2 separate regions of the Astyanax mexicanus genome follow, and region 2 is linked to region 1. The links are chromatin contacts, called in public Hi-C maps. All regions are on one chromosome and are shown on one strand. Each heading gives the region's core, a stretch centred on a gene start, on an enhancer-like site or on the middle of the called end of the contact. The rest is flanking DNA. Distances are from core to core; before and after follow the strand shown. Region 1 holds the start of cmss1 (cms1 ribosomal small subunit homolog). Region 2 holds the start of morc3a (MORC family CW-type zinc finger 3a).

Region 1 (6,760 bases), core at 2,676-5,175:
TTTATGTTAAGGATGCGCTATATACTGTAGAGATACTTTATGTTAAGGATGCTCTATATACTGTTGAGATACTTTATGTTAAGGATGCTCTATATACTGTAGTGATGCTCTATGTTAGGGATGCTCTATATAATGTAGGGATGTTCTATGTTAGGGATGCTCTATATAATGTAGGGATGCTCTATTTTAGGGATGCTCTATATAATGTAGGAATGCTCTATATACTGTAGGGATGTTCTATGTTAGGGATGCTCTATATACTGTAGGGATGCTCTATATACTGTAGGGATTCTCTATGTTAGGGATGCTCTATATACTGTAGTGATGTTCTATACTGTAGGGATGCTCTATGTTAGGCATGCTCTATATACTGTAGTGATGCTCTATGTTAAGGATGCTCTATATACTGTAGGGATGCTTTATGTTAAGGATGCTCTACATCCTGATTGCACCGTAAGCCTGCAGCCAGAAAGGTCCTCTGCGGAGGGATAGATGATGATGGACGGCTCCCAGTTTAGATCATGGGAATGAGTCAGTGGGGCTTAACATATGTTACATGTGATCAGTGTTAGTGAGACGTGCGTCTCTGCAGAGTTTATCTCCATGTTAACGCTCCCGATTGCCCTGTTCCCGCTCTCGCACAGCCCTGCCGAGCGCAGGGGATGGAGGCTGAGCTCCAGCAGTGAACCTGTAGGAGCAGGGGTTCAGATACTGTGTTTAAAATTAGATTTAACAGGTGAATTTTTCCAGAATCTCAGAAAAAAACGCTGTTTCATTAGTGTAGCTTACAAGTGGACCGAGTGTCACACTAAAGCAGACTGAGCATGAGCTCCAAATAAGCCATCATGCTGTTAGTTGAAGGAAAATGGAGAGATTTTTAATTCATGCCGGTGATGAATAAGTAATCGGCGAGGGAGAGTAAAAGAGGGCAGTGTGGACAGGGGGATGGAATATCCCTCAGTTTAGAGAGATGGCGGGCATGGGACCAGGGACACACACACACACACACACACACACACACAATCCTTCAGATCTGAGCAGAAACGTTCCAGCATCCTAACAGAATGATCCAGATATTTTTATGGAGAACTCAGTGATCTCTCCCCTCCACCAGCAGCCAAACTAATTAGCGACACCCAGTGGCGAAAAACTGAAGTGACGAGCGCCCCCTAGTCCTTATAATAACTAACTAAATTAATTAATTAATACATAAATAAGATAATAAATGTAACACAATATAATAACAAATAATATAATATTTATACTTCTCAACTTAAAGTTACTATCCTAAAGTTATGATTATACATTACAAAGGATCATTATTATGCTTATACCTTACATTGGTGGTCATAGGGCCACCAATAGGTTCATACGGAGCACCTGAAAAAAAAGTATAATTTTTATACTAAATAAAGTACACATCTTTATTCAAATAAAATGTAAAAAAAAATGTAAAATATTAATGGATTTATGACACATTTTTCTATTTGTCTAATTAACTAATTATGTACACGCATGGCAAATGTTTGACAAATAAAGAATAAGAAATGTCGCACATCCAATTTGAAGCTTTTGAATTTTATTTAAATTCCACTTTTCGTTTTTTCTATTCTTTGTTTAGGCTTGTTGTTTGATTGTGTTTTTGTTTTGTTATATTTGTGATTTTGGTTGTATGTGCTGTGAATTTGATCTAATGTTGAGTCTATTTTATTATGCTGTATTGTATTATATACAATTATCATTATATCTTATCATTCTTTTATAACTTCTGGGTACTAGGTATATCTGCTACTGGATGTCCAGAATTTCCTTTGGGATCAATAAAGTATCCATCCATCCATCCATCCATCCATCCATCCATCCATCCATCCATCCATCCATCCATCCATCCATCCATCTATCCATCCATCCATCCATCCATCGGACTCGCTCGCGGGCGCCCTCTAGCGGTTAGCAGGAATTTTCTGGTATAACGGGGGAGACAGGGAGTGGTCGACCTCGCTATAAACCAGCTCTGGCCCTCAACACACACACACACACACACACACACACATACACACAGCTTTTTCCCAGTTTGTCTGATTCCGCAAAAGTCTAAAATATTATAACACGTTTATATGTGATCCTACGGGCTGTTATAAATATATATTTTTTATTTCAATTTCTGGCGACTGTTATTTTTTTATAATACTTACTTTAATAGTTTAATTGAGGAAAAGTCTTATTTTTTATCCTTTCTTTATACATATAAAAATATATATACAAATAAAAGTAATAAAAAGTGAATGATAACAACAACAAAAACACCAGACACAAAATTAAATACATTACCAAAATATAAAAATAAAAAATAAAAAGACATGCAGGAGATCAACATTAAATAAACGTTATTATTTTGGTTGCAATAATGCTATATCTTAATATAGATGAGGTTGATTGTAGGAAAACATCCTTTTAACAATCTTTATTGAACATCTATTTTTTTAATGTTTGGGGCTCTGAATCTACACTCCCAATAGCGCTCAAATAAATACATTTTATTTATTTATTTATTTATTTATTTATTTATTTATTTATTTATTTATAATAATAATAATAATAATAATAATAATAATAATAATAATAATAATAAATGTTTCTTTCTACACTGCAATACAACAGTTTAGTCTATAATAATAATAAAACACTAATAAAATACATAACCTATTATATATGTATACATATTTAGTACGTAAAGTTTAAAACAAACATACCTGTCAAGTTTTAGATTTAAAAATAAGGGATATTTTCCTCTGTCCGCTTAAAGCCGTCCCACCAGCCCAACGAAGGTTCAGTATCTCTTACATTTTAAAACAGGTTTACAAAAAATCTAAAATAACCACATGTGAACCACTTACACACTACAATTAGATTATCAGAATCTGAACATGTTGTGTACATTCCTACATATGTCATTCTTTTAATACAGCCAAATTAAAAACCCTTTTCTATATCTTTTTTTTATTTATTTAAGATTTCATGTATTTTTTGTAATAAATGCACTCTTTTATATGATATATTTGTTATTTATTTAATGGATTTAAAATTGAACAAAGAGTGCACAAATTCTGCAAAATGACTGTTGGTGACCTAAAAATGGTATTATGAGCTTTTACTAAAAGGACATGGACCAGATATATTCCATCAGTAAAAATTAGTCCTAAGGGGCCTACACAATAATTTTTAATTAATACTTCTTCCTTTTGATCACTCCACCCCTGATCAGTTCAGTTAATGTCGGTCCTCTCCACATTTCTAGTTAAAGTGAGTCACAAGCTGTATTTTTTTTTATTTTAAAAGGTTTGATCTGTGTGTTTTATTTCGGAGTATTTTTAAGCAGCTATCAGAAAAATCTAATCACATTTTCCATGATTAGACTACCGTTACCTTTCTTTTAGAAAAATCGCTGCATGTATGTTTTAACATCAGCTGCTCCAACTAGCTGCCTGAACTCACAGCGAGGAGGGCGGGGCTCCCCCCACACTGACCCTTCTTGCAAGCTGATTGGCTGTTTCTCCTGAAAGGCGGGACTTTCTCCTTGAACCGGCTCCACGATTGGTTAAGAGACACAGAGCGGTCAGTGCCCTGTATCCTCAATAATATATATATTTTTTATTTTAATAAAATACGGGAAATTTACGGGAAAATACTAATACGGGAGGACGGCGGGAAAGAGGAGTAAAATACGGTAGTTTCCCGGCCAAAACGGGAGACTTGACAGGTATGAACAAACAATACATATAAAAAAAAACTATAACGTTGAAACGATGCTGAATCAAACTAAAACTGATATGCACATATCAACGTTATTTAAATGTAACTACAGTATTAATGATGGGAAATAAACGTTGTTTTAACGTTTTCTGTTTTCTGCTCGCTGGGTCTGGAGCTCCTAAGCGCGAATCTGCGGGTGTGAATCACACCGTAGCGGATTGAGGGCGGCGCGCGATGGGGGACGATCTGGGAGAAGAGTGGTGGAATAAAGACACGAATTCAGGTGAGATTCTGAGATTTACCTGCAGATTCAGTTTAATAAACGGTGTTAATAACGCGGTTCTGCAGGAGTGCTGAGTGTTACAGTAAACAGAGCTGAGCTGTGGAGCTGTAGGGAAACACGTGTCCAGATCTGTAAATAAACAGAATTTAGTAAATTAGCTAGTTTAATTAGTTTTAAGGGATTTAATTGGTTAATTATCGTTAAATTAATCTTTAAGATTATCGATTATCTTCGATGCTTCTCAGATATTTAGCTGTTTCCTGGTTATTTTGGCTAAATATCAGCTGTACCGCGATACACACGTGGGTCCTCAGTACCGGTGTTCTCCCCGTCTGTGCTACACTGGGTTGCCAGATCCAACAAAAATATCCAACTCAAACCCGCCCTTCAGAAGCTTTAACAACCCTAAATACATACAGCTCTGGAAAAGATTAAGAGACCACTTCAGTTTTTTTTATCAGTTTTGCTATTTATAGGTTTATGTTTGAGTAAAATGAACATTGTTGTTTTATTCTATAAACTACAGACAACATTTCTCCCAAATTCCAAATAAAAATATTCTCATTTAGAGCATTTATTTACAGAAAATGAAGATGCAGAGCTTTACATTTTAAGAGTTCAGAAATCAATATTTGGTGGAATAACCCTGGTGGTTTTTAATCACAGTTTTTGTTTTCATGCATCTTGGCATCATGTTCTCCTCCACCAGTCTTACACACTGCTTTTGGATAACTTTATGCTTTACTCCTGGTGCAAAAATTCAGGCAGTTCAGTTTGGTGGTTTGATGGCTATTTGATCATCCATCTTTCTCTTGATTAAATTCCAGAGGTTTTCAATTTGTTAAAATCAAAGAAACTCATCATTTTTAAGTAATTTCTATTTTTTTAGAGCTGTATATACAGTCTGTCACACGTTTGAAGCAAATAGCTAAACTATGAACTATGAGTGTATGACTTAATATTTAGTTTATAAGGGATTTTTTTATAACCAGTATTGCTATTTATCTTAAAGTCATAAATATTATTGTAACATTAGTGTTTTATTAGTTATTTTATAACAGTTTTATATCACCCTTCTGTAACATGTGAACTGACAAAATTTTATTTTTCTGATTCAGGTGTGTCAGATCTAGAAGAAGAAGAGGAAGAGCAGGACGTACAGGAAGCAGCGGAGGAGCCCACACAGCAAAAAGCAAAGAAAAGAAAAAATACAACACAGAAGAAACCGGACAAAGCAAAGAAAAAGAAGACAGCACAGGTAATATATGTTCAAAATGCTTACTTGTTTATTCACATGTTGTTTATTTGCATGCATTAGCCTTTACCATCAGCTTGAGTTAGTGATCTTGTATTCTCTATGTTCATAATTAGCAGTGTTTGCCAATGTTCCTGCTGATAGTCACTGTAATGGTTTGAGTGATCTACTCTGGAGAGGGGTATCTGGTTAGTGGTCTTTGCTCAGTTTTTGCCTTTCCCACAGTTTAAACATTCTACAAATGAGGCAGATTAATGGGTTATTTGGTCATGCAGTGAATCTACACAGTGCTATTAAAAAGCTACCGTTATGTGTGGTGGTGAGTAGATATAAGAAGATATATACAGTACAGGCCAAAAGTTTGGACACACCTCTTTTTCAATGCGTTTTCTTTATTTTCATGACTATTTACATTGTAGATTCTCACTGAAGCATCAAAACTATGAATGAACACATGTGGAGTTTTATGTACTTAACAAAAAAAAAGGTGAAATAACTAAAAAAAAAAAAAAAAAAAAAATTATATTCTAGTTTCTTCAAAATAGCCCCTCTTTGCTCTGATTACTGCTTTGCACACTCTTGGCATCATTCTCTCAATGAGCTCGTGAGCAAGAGGTGGCCACCTGAAATGAAAAGTTTTCTAGCAGTCTTGAAGGAAGGAAGGAGTTCCCAGAGGTGTTTATTAGCACTTGTTGCTCCTTTGTCTTCTTCACTCTGTGCTCCAGCTCACCCCAAACCATCTGGATTGGGTTCAGGTCCGGTGACTGTGGAGGTTCAGCTCATTTTTTGTTAAGTACATAAAACTCCACATGTGTTCATTCATAGTTTTGATGCTTCAGTGAGAATCTACAATGTAAATAGTCATGAAAATAAAGAAAACGCATTGAAAAAGAGAAGGTGTGTCCAAACTTTTAGACTGTACTGTATGTGAGGATGAGATGAGATGAGATGAGGAAAAGAGTCCAGTATCATTAGATGCTTGAGTAATCTCTCTGAATCATCAGCTCTCTTACCAACCGCAACCACCGGCTCTGAATGGCTCACACTGGGGAAGACTCAGTAATGCGCTGGTGGCGGGAGCTTGCTCACCACTTTTGATTAGCTGGTTTTCATCAGGGGAACTGTCAAGTTGAGACCTCATGAGGAGGAGTGACTCAGCTTTCTTTTACTGGCAGTCAAAAGACCATTCAGCCCCAGTAAGATGGGAAGCAGTGGGCTGGAATTGTGTAATGGGCTTTATAAGCTCAGTAACAATTAGCTTAGCCTGCTGGGAACATAGAACAGTGTCTCCTTGGAGCAACTCTCCACTGATTAAAATATGCATGCATAATCTCTGAAGGGACACATCAGTGAGGTAAGGTTGGTCTTGATAGGCCAGATAGCTTAGCCTAGATTACAGATAGGTCTGTCAAAAATAATTACGTTATTAAGTTATCTTACATTACACCACAGTTAATTCCGACCCTGCA
Region 2 (6,760 bases), core at 2,583-5,082, 320 kb before region 1:
CTGTTTATTTTTGTGAGCATGAAATAAACGTAAGGCATAGTGAGCGCTGAGGGAATCGGGTTAATGGTGTTTTTTGTAAAGACTGGATAGTTGCTTATATGTGAATACTATTTAATTTAATAAAGATTACAATTGTAGATTTAAGGATATGCACAATAAAGTTTTTTGTTTTTTAATTTGAGCCAATATTTCCCTTACTTTAAATATTCTCAATTTATCATTCTTACATAAATTCTTATCAAAAACTGTAATTTAAAAAGTTACTTCATTCCAATTCATTTTAGGTTGAGGTGGAGTGGGCTGTTGTTAGGTTTGTCCTATTAAGACTCCTCCTTAGTATCTTAAAAATTACACAAATTAACAGTCTGGTGATTTCACCAGAGGAATTAGTGCCAAATTGAAAAGCAAACACTACAGTGATATAGTGGAAAATATAAATGCAAAACACAAAATGCATTGCTTTTCCTTGCTAACATGCAGAACACATGCCAAAATGAAATGCAAAACCACTATTATATTATTAGATTTCATTTCACTGCACTTTATTGGTCTCTTTATTGAAAAATGGTATACAAGAATTGACTTTTTCAAAACCAAACACCGCTGAATTTGTGCCAGAATTATTGCACTTAAAATGCAATCAGCTTAAATGCATTTCAGCAAAACACAATGCACAGGATTGCATTTCGTCTAGGAGCAGTGTGGTATTCGTGTCAAAATTAAATTTAATCACTGTCCAATCAGAACTTAGGGCTGAGAAACCAGTCATTGTAAAACTCAATAAGTGGAAGCATCACGTAAAAAGATTAACCAAACATTAAAACTTAAAAACTTAAAATTTATTGGAATTATGTTAGTCTGTAACTGTGGCAGCCTTCATTTATAGAATTAGAGTGTTTTATTTTTTGTCCTTATATTCTGTCGCAAAAGACATTTTCTCTGTTTGAAAGCACAGCTGAGTACTCGCTTCTGACTGGTTTCTCAGTCCCACCCTTAATTTCAGTGGTGGCTTCTAATTGGACTGTTATTACATTTCTTTTTGGCACAATTACTGCGGTGCTCCTAGACGAACTGTAATCCTGTGCATTGTGGTTTGATTTGAAACATTCGCAGCGAAGCCACACACAGTGGAATATAATGCAGTTGAGCTGTTGATTCTTACATGAAATTGAAAATTAAGTGCAGTGAAATGTAATGTAACAGTGATTTTGCATTTTATTTTAGCAGGTATTCTGCATGTTAGTGAGGAAAAGCAATGCATTTTGTGGATTTACATTCGCGTTTACATTTTCCCACTTTAGTGCTTACTTTTTAATTTGGCACTAATTCCTTTCCTTATCAGAAAGTTGTCATCTTTTGCATTTGAGGCACAAAACAATTTAAAACAAGCTCTGAAGGCTTTGTTTCCCACAATTTTCTCCCAGTTTTTATGGTGCTGTTCTCTTATTTGACGTATAACAGCCGAAAAATACAGTCTAGGCTTTGGGACGCAGCTACAGTGTCACTGTTTGGTGCTCCATTTTTTACAGCATTCCATTCTCTGTGGTGTTCCTGTGATGCTGGCTCTTTCTGGAATGAATGTATCTCATAATTTTGATGCCATTTTATCCTTATGGTTAATTTTCTTTCTTTTTTTCTCTACATGTAGTCCATAACAGATATGGCTTCTAATTGCAGCACATTCAGCAATGCATAACATTTAAACTACAGCTAAACATGTGATAGTCTCTTTTCACAGAAAAAAAAAGTAAATTCCATTTTGATCCCTATGTTTTTTTTGTTGTATTATATTTTATGAATATTCTAATCCATATTGTAAATATTACCTCAGAAACAGAAGCATTGGAAAATCAGCAATGATCAGCACACAATGGTTAATAATGGAAAATATTGAAATATTAATAAATGGAAGATTGTGGGTGCTGCTCAAATTCCAAACCATGATCATAAAATCCAGTTATAGCTCTGCTACACTATATAAAGTGATGTATTGTATTCGTATTTAAAGCCTGTAATTGTAATTGCATTTAGCATTTAACAGAATCATCTGGTTATTATTTATTGTCTTTGGGAGTCGACATATTGTAAGCACCTTTCCTTTCTCTTTTGTCAAACCAAAACCATTGTTTGTTTGTTTTTTCCACATTTTTTTATTGTTTTATCTTTTTTCAGTTTATTGTTCTCAGGAAGTGGTGATGAGCAGCAGGTTTGCAGATTATAAGGGCCTTTCCTGGCATTTCTATATGTCAGTTATGATTACCCCCAACCTATATTTCTTAATACGTTTTTATTTTTTTGTGTGTGTGTTCTCTTACTGTGAATGAAGCAGTCCAGAAACATGTCTGTACTATAATAGCTACACTCCAATTACCCAGTTACTGTGCTTAGGAAGAACGTGCTTCTCTGCCTAACATATACTTATACATATACATATTATACAGTATGCATCAAATGCGCAGTTAAAAACGGATAAAGCACATTACGTTTTAAGGGAATGGTTTTGATGTTGATTTGTTACTGAAATTTGATTTGTTCAAAAATCAATGTATTTTGTCATTTATTTCTTGCTAAACTCATATGATGTGACAAATGTTCAGCACATAATAAATAATTATAATTTAAAATGTGTTTTCTTTATGACCTCAATGTTTTGGAGTGCCATTATAAGCAAGAATATCTAGTATATTTGTTTACTATAGTGTACTGTACATAGGTCTCGGACACATACATCAAGCACTATATATGGAATCTGTTTAAAGGGTTTAGATGTGTTTTCTTTATTTTAATTTTGATTTTATGACGTGATAAAAATATATTGTTTATTTTACAATATCGACCCTATTGCTTTTTACATTTCAGAGGCTCTAATCTCAATGTGACCCACTATTGTAAAGTACAGGATATTACATATTAGTGCCTTCTTTGCCTCTGTTACTTGCATACATACTTATAGGCCTACATTATTAAAATAATAATAATAATAATAATAATAATAATACAGTTTAATGTTGAAATACCTAAATTCATATGACATTGGGCGGACTGTAAACCTAAAAAAAGTGTAAAGGAGCATGAAAAAAGTAACACCAAAGTGCAAAACTTTCTTTATTTCAGTTTTTCAGTTCAAAATGTGAAACTCATCTGTTTTATAGACGTATTACACGTAGAGTAATCTATTTTAAGTGGTTTTTTTTTTCTTTTATTGTTGATGATTATGGCTCACAGCCAATGAAAACCCCCAAAAATTGTTTATTTTTTGGAAAAATTAAATAATAAATAATTAAATAATATATAAGACCAGTTGGTATTTTTGGCAGTGTGTCAAGTCCTGCTGGAAAATGAAATCCGCATCTCTATAAAAGTTGTCAGTAGCAGAGGGAAGCATGAAGTGCTGTAAGATTTTGCGGGAAAACAAAACTGCACTGACTTGGAAATACTAAGTCATTATTTTCAAATACTTAGGCAAATTTATGAGATACTAAATCATAATTATGATACACTAAGTCATTATTTGGAGACACTAAGTCATTATTTTGCTATAATAAGTCAGAATTGTGAGATACTGAATCATTTTGAGATACTAAGTCATGATTATGAGTTGGTAAGTCATTATTATGAGGTACTAAGTCTGTGGGTGTTATCTCATAATTGTAATTTAATATCTTATAATTCTGACTAAGTATCTTATAATTATGACTCAGTATCTCAAAATAATAACTTACTATCTCATAATTATGACTTAGTGGAGGACTCTTATTTTCTACAAGTGGCGGAAACGGGATTCCGTAGATTCTTTTAACCCTCTCGCCCTTTTAAAACATCTGTGGTGACCGGGGGCGGACACTGCGCATGCGCGCTCATGTAGTCATCCTGAAAGATGGCGGCGCAAACAGACAGAGGCATTCCTCTGAGTGCGGTGAGTTTATTGCTCTTGTTAGTAAATGTTTGAACTCCTGCAGGTAATTTAGACAGTGTACCCGAAGCGGAATAGGTATTTATATCTAATTTTGTAACTGGGTAATTGAATAATTGGGTAAATTAATATGTCGGGGTTGTTTCTTTCGTTAGACTGTATTTCTGTTCTGTGTCCTGTTCTCTAACATTCAGTAAACAGACAGTAATATAGAGAGAAACTGAGGGGCTGATCTCAGAACAGCAGATTTTAGACTGAGAGAAACTCTGGACCGAGCCCGGGCGGTGGTCCGGGTGGAGCTGCGCTTCTGACGGATTCAAAACGGCAGATTTCCCGCCTTCAGTCTGATTATATGAATTCATAACTTTCAGTTTCGTTTCCTCTTCTCTCCGCTGTGAGGGACGTGCTGTGATTCACTCCAGAAGGAGGAGTATGAAGTGAATGTTGTGCCAAAAGTTATACCCCAAAAAATATAAATATAAAAATATAGCAAGTATATACATCTCTAATAAAAAAATAAGAGACCACTGAAAAAGTATGGAAATATAATTAAGAGGAAGATTGATGATCACAAGCAATCAAACCAAACTGAACTGCTTGTATTTTTGCACCAGGAGTAAAGCAGCATAAAGTTATCCAAAAGCAGTGTGTAAGACTGGTGGAGGAGAACATGATGCCAAGATGCATGAAATTGAATACTGATTGCTGAACTCTTAAAACTTCATGAATATAAACTTGTTTACTTTGCATTATTTGAGGTCTGAAAGCTCTGCGTCTTTTTTGTTATTTCAGCCATTTCTCATTTTATGCGAATAATTTGGGAGAAATGTTGTTTGTGGTTAATAGAATAAAACAACAATGTTCATTTTACTTAAACATAAACCTATTAATAGCAAAATTTAGAAACCAGAGCTGTAGTTCATTTTCCTTCACCTTTGTAGCAGATTTAAGTGATGGTGGGTTTAAATAATTACATTTTATTTTCTGTTTTTGTTTCTTGAAGCTTTGTCCAAAGTTTCTGCACACAAACTCCACCAGCCACACATGGCCCTTCAGCGCTGTTGCTGAACTAATCGGTAAGTTACCACTCGTTCTGCTTGTTTTATCATTTTTTTTTAAACAAAGCTTACTTATAGTTATGTATTTACATTGTAATTACAAGCCTGTGTGTTGCATAGGTACATTAAGAGACTTCAGTCATAATAGAGTGGACGATTTGTTGTTTTATCTTTATTTTTGTTTGAGATAAGTGTAGATAAAGGGATTAAACAAGTTCTCTAACATATTGCATGGACAACTGATTGAGAGCTTTGTGTATAAGTAGTAAGTGGTTGCACGTAACAGTGACTTACCTGATTTTTACATGATTTTGTTTTACAAGATATAATTCTTGTGATTAAGGCGCATTAAGTCCCCAGATTTAAACAGGTTCTTTATTCTTTCTTTTTTCAGACAACGCTTACGATCCAGATGTGAAAGCCAGGCAGTTCTGGATTGATAAAACGAAGGTTAAAGGTCATGACTGCCTCACATTTATGGATAATGGAGCTGGTATTGATTATGATAAGATGCACAAAATGCTCAGGTGAGAGAAATATTCATGTGGGCTGGCAGAAAAGGTTTAGATATTTAAGATCATAGTCATCTACAATCCCAGTATATTCACATTAGCTGCTGGGATGTACATTCAAAAAGTTAATACATTTATAATATATGTAGTTTTACACATGAAAAAATATCTGAAAATGATAAAAGACTGTAATCAATGTTTTTGTAAGGAATATATTTAGAAAAATTCTATATTCTGTTAAAAATATCTAAATGTGGACATTTGTAGGCTTTTGTTTTTGTTTGATGAGTAACACTAGTAACTAATTTCTGGTGAGTTGCTGTCTTGGCAATGGGAAACACATTTGTGCCACTGATTGATTAAAACCCTGACAACAGTCAACTGTCAGACATTCATTACTGTCTTGGCAAATACACACATGGATATGTACCAGTGTGCAAACCCAACTTTTACATAAACAAAAAAACAGAATACAAAATAAAATAGCGTTGCTGTTCTAGCAAGTCAATTTCCTCTGCTGAGAAGCGCAGAAGAGCTGCACTGTTAAAATAGCAACGCGCTGATTGGTTTATTTCACGTTATGCCCATGATTAACTGTTATAAATCCTGTTCCTCTTCTAATGATTTATTTCATGATTCTTATTGACTAATTTCCCTCGCTTTCTGTCTTGTTCTCTCTCTTTCTCAGTTTTGGTTTCAGTGATAAGCAGACGATAAATGGCCATGTCCCTGTTGGTCTGTACGGTAATGGTTTTAAGTCGGGCTCCATGCGTTTGGGGAAGGATGCTATCGTGTTCTCTAAGAAAGGAGACAGCATGTGTGTGGGGATGCTGTCTCAGACCTACCTGCAGAACACGGGAGCGGAGAACGTTGTTGTTCCTATCGTCACGTTCAGACCTGCTGGGAGTGGAAATATCCTTATTAACAGAGGGAACTCCAATATCCTCTAACAGCTGATATCTGAAGCCACAACTAGGCCTGTTACAAAATTGCATTCTTGATTTGTCTGTATTTATACAGCTCTGAAAAAAAAATAAGACAAAATTAAAAAATAATTGTAATAAATTTACAAATTTACCAAATTGAAAACCTCTATAATATAAAGAATCAAGAAGAAGATGGATGATCAATAGCCATCAAATCAACAAGCTGAACTGATTGAATTTTTGCACCAGGAGTAAAGCAGCATAAAGTTATCCAAAACCAGTGTGTAAGACTGGTGGAGGAGAACAGATTCAAGATGCATGAAAACTGTGATTAAAAACCAATCAGGGTTA

What was found. A called contact is a pair of places that touch in the nucleus more often than the background predicts.
Region 2: a Hi-C map of blood shows a contact between it and region 1, with 14 times the contacts expected there. The contact joins the promoter of morc3a here to the promoter of cmss1 in region 1. A contact is called at or near these places in 2 of 3 Hi-C or Micro-C datasets (blood and muscle).

Annotation. Positions count from the first base shown.
Region 1 is chr11:2,308,846-2,315,605 of AstMex3_surface, reverse strand. It overlaps cmss1 (cms1 ribosomal small subunit homolog), which reads left to right and starts at 3,925. Exons shown (of 9, transcript XM_022665661.2): 1 at 3,925-4,036; 2 at 5,155-5,294. The coding sequence starts at 3,988.
Region 2 is chr11:2,627,394-2,634,153 of AstMex3_surface, reverse strand. It overlaps morc3a (MORC family CW-type zinc finger 3a), which reads left to right and starts at 3,832. Exons shown (of 19, transcript XM_022665631.2): 1 at 3,832-3,916; 2 at 4,917-4,989; 3 at 5,366-5,498; 4 at 6,172-6,422. The coding sequence starts at 3,878. dop1b (DOP1 leucine zipper like protein B) reads left to right here. Exons shown (of 40, transcript XM_049484718.1): 40 at 1-2,368.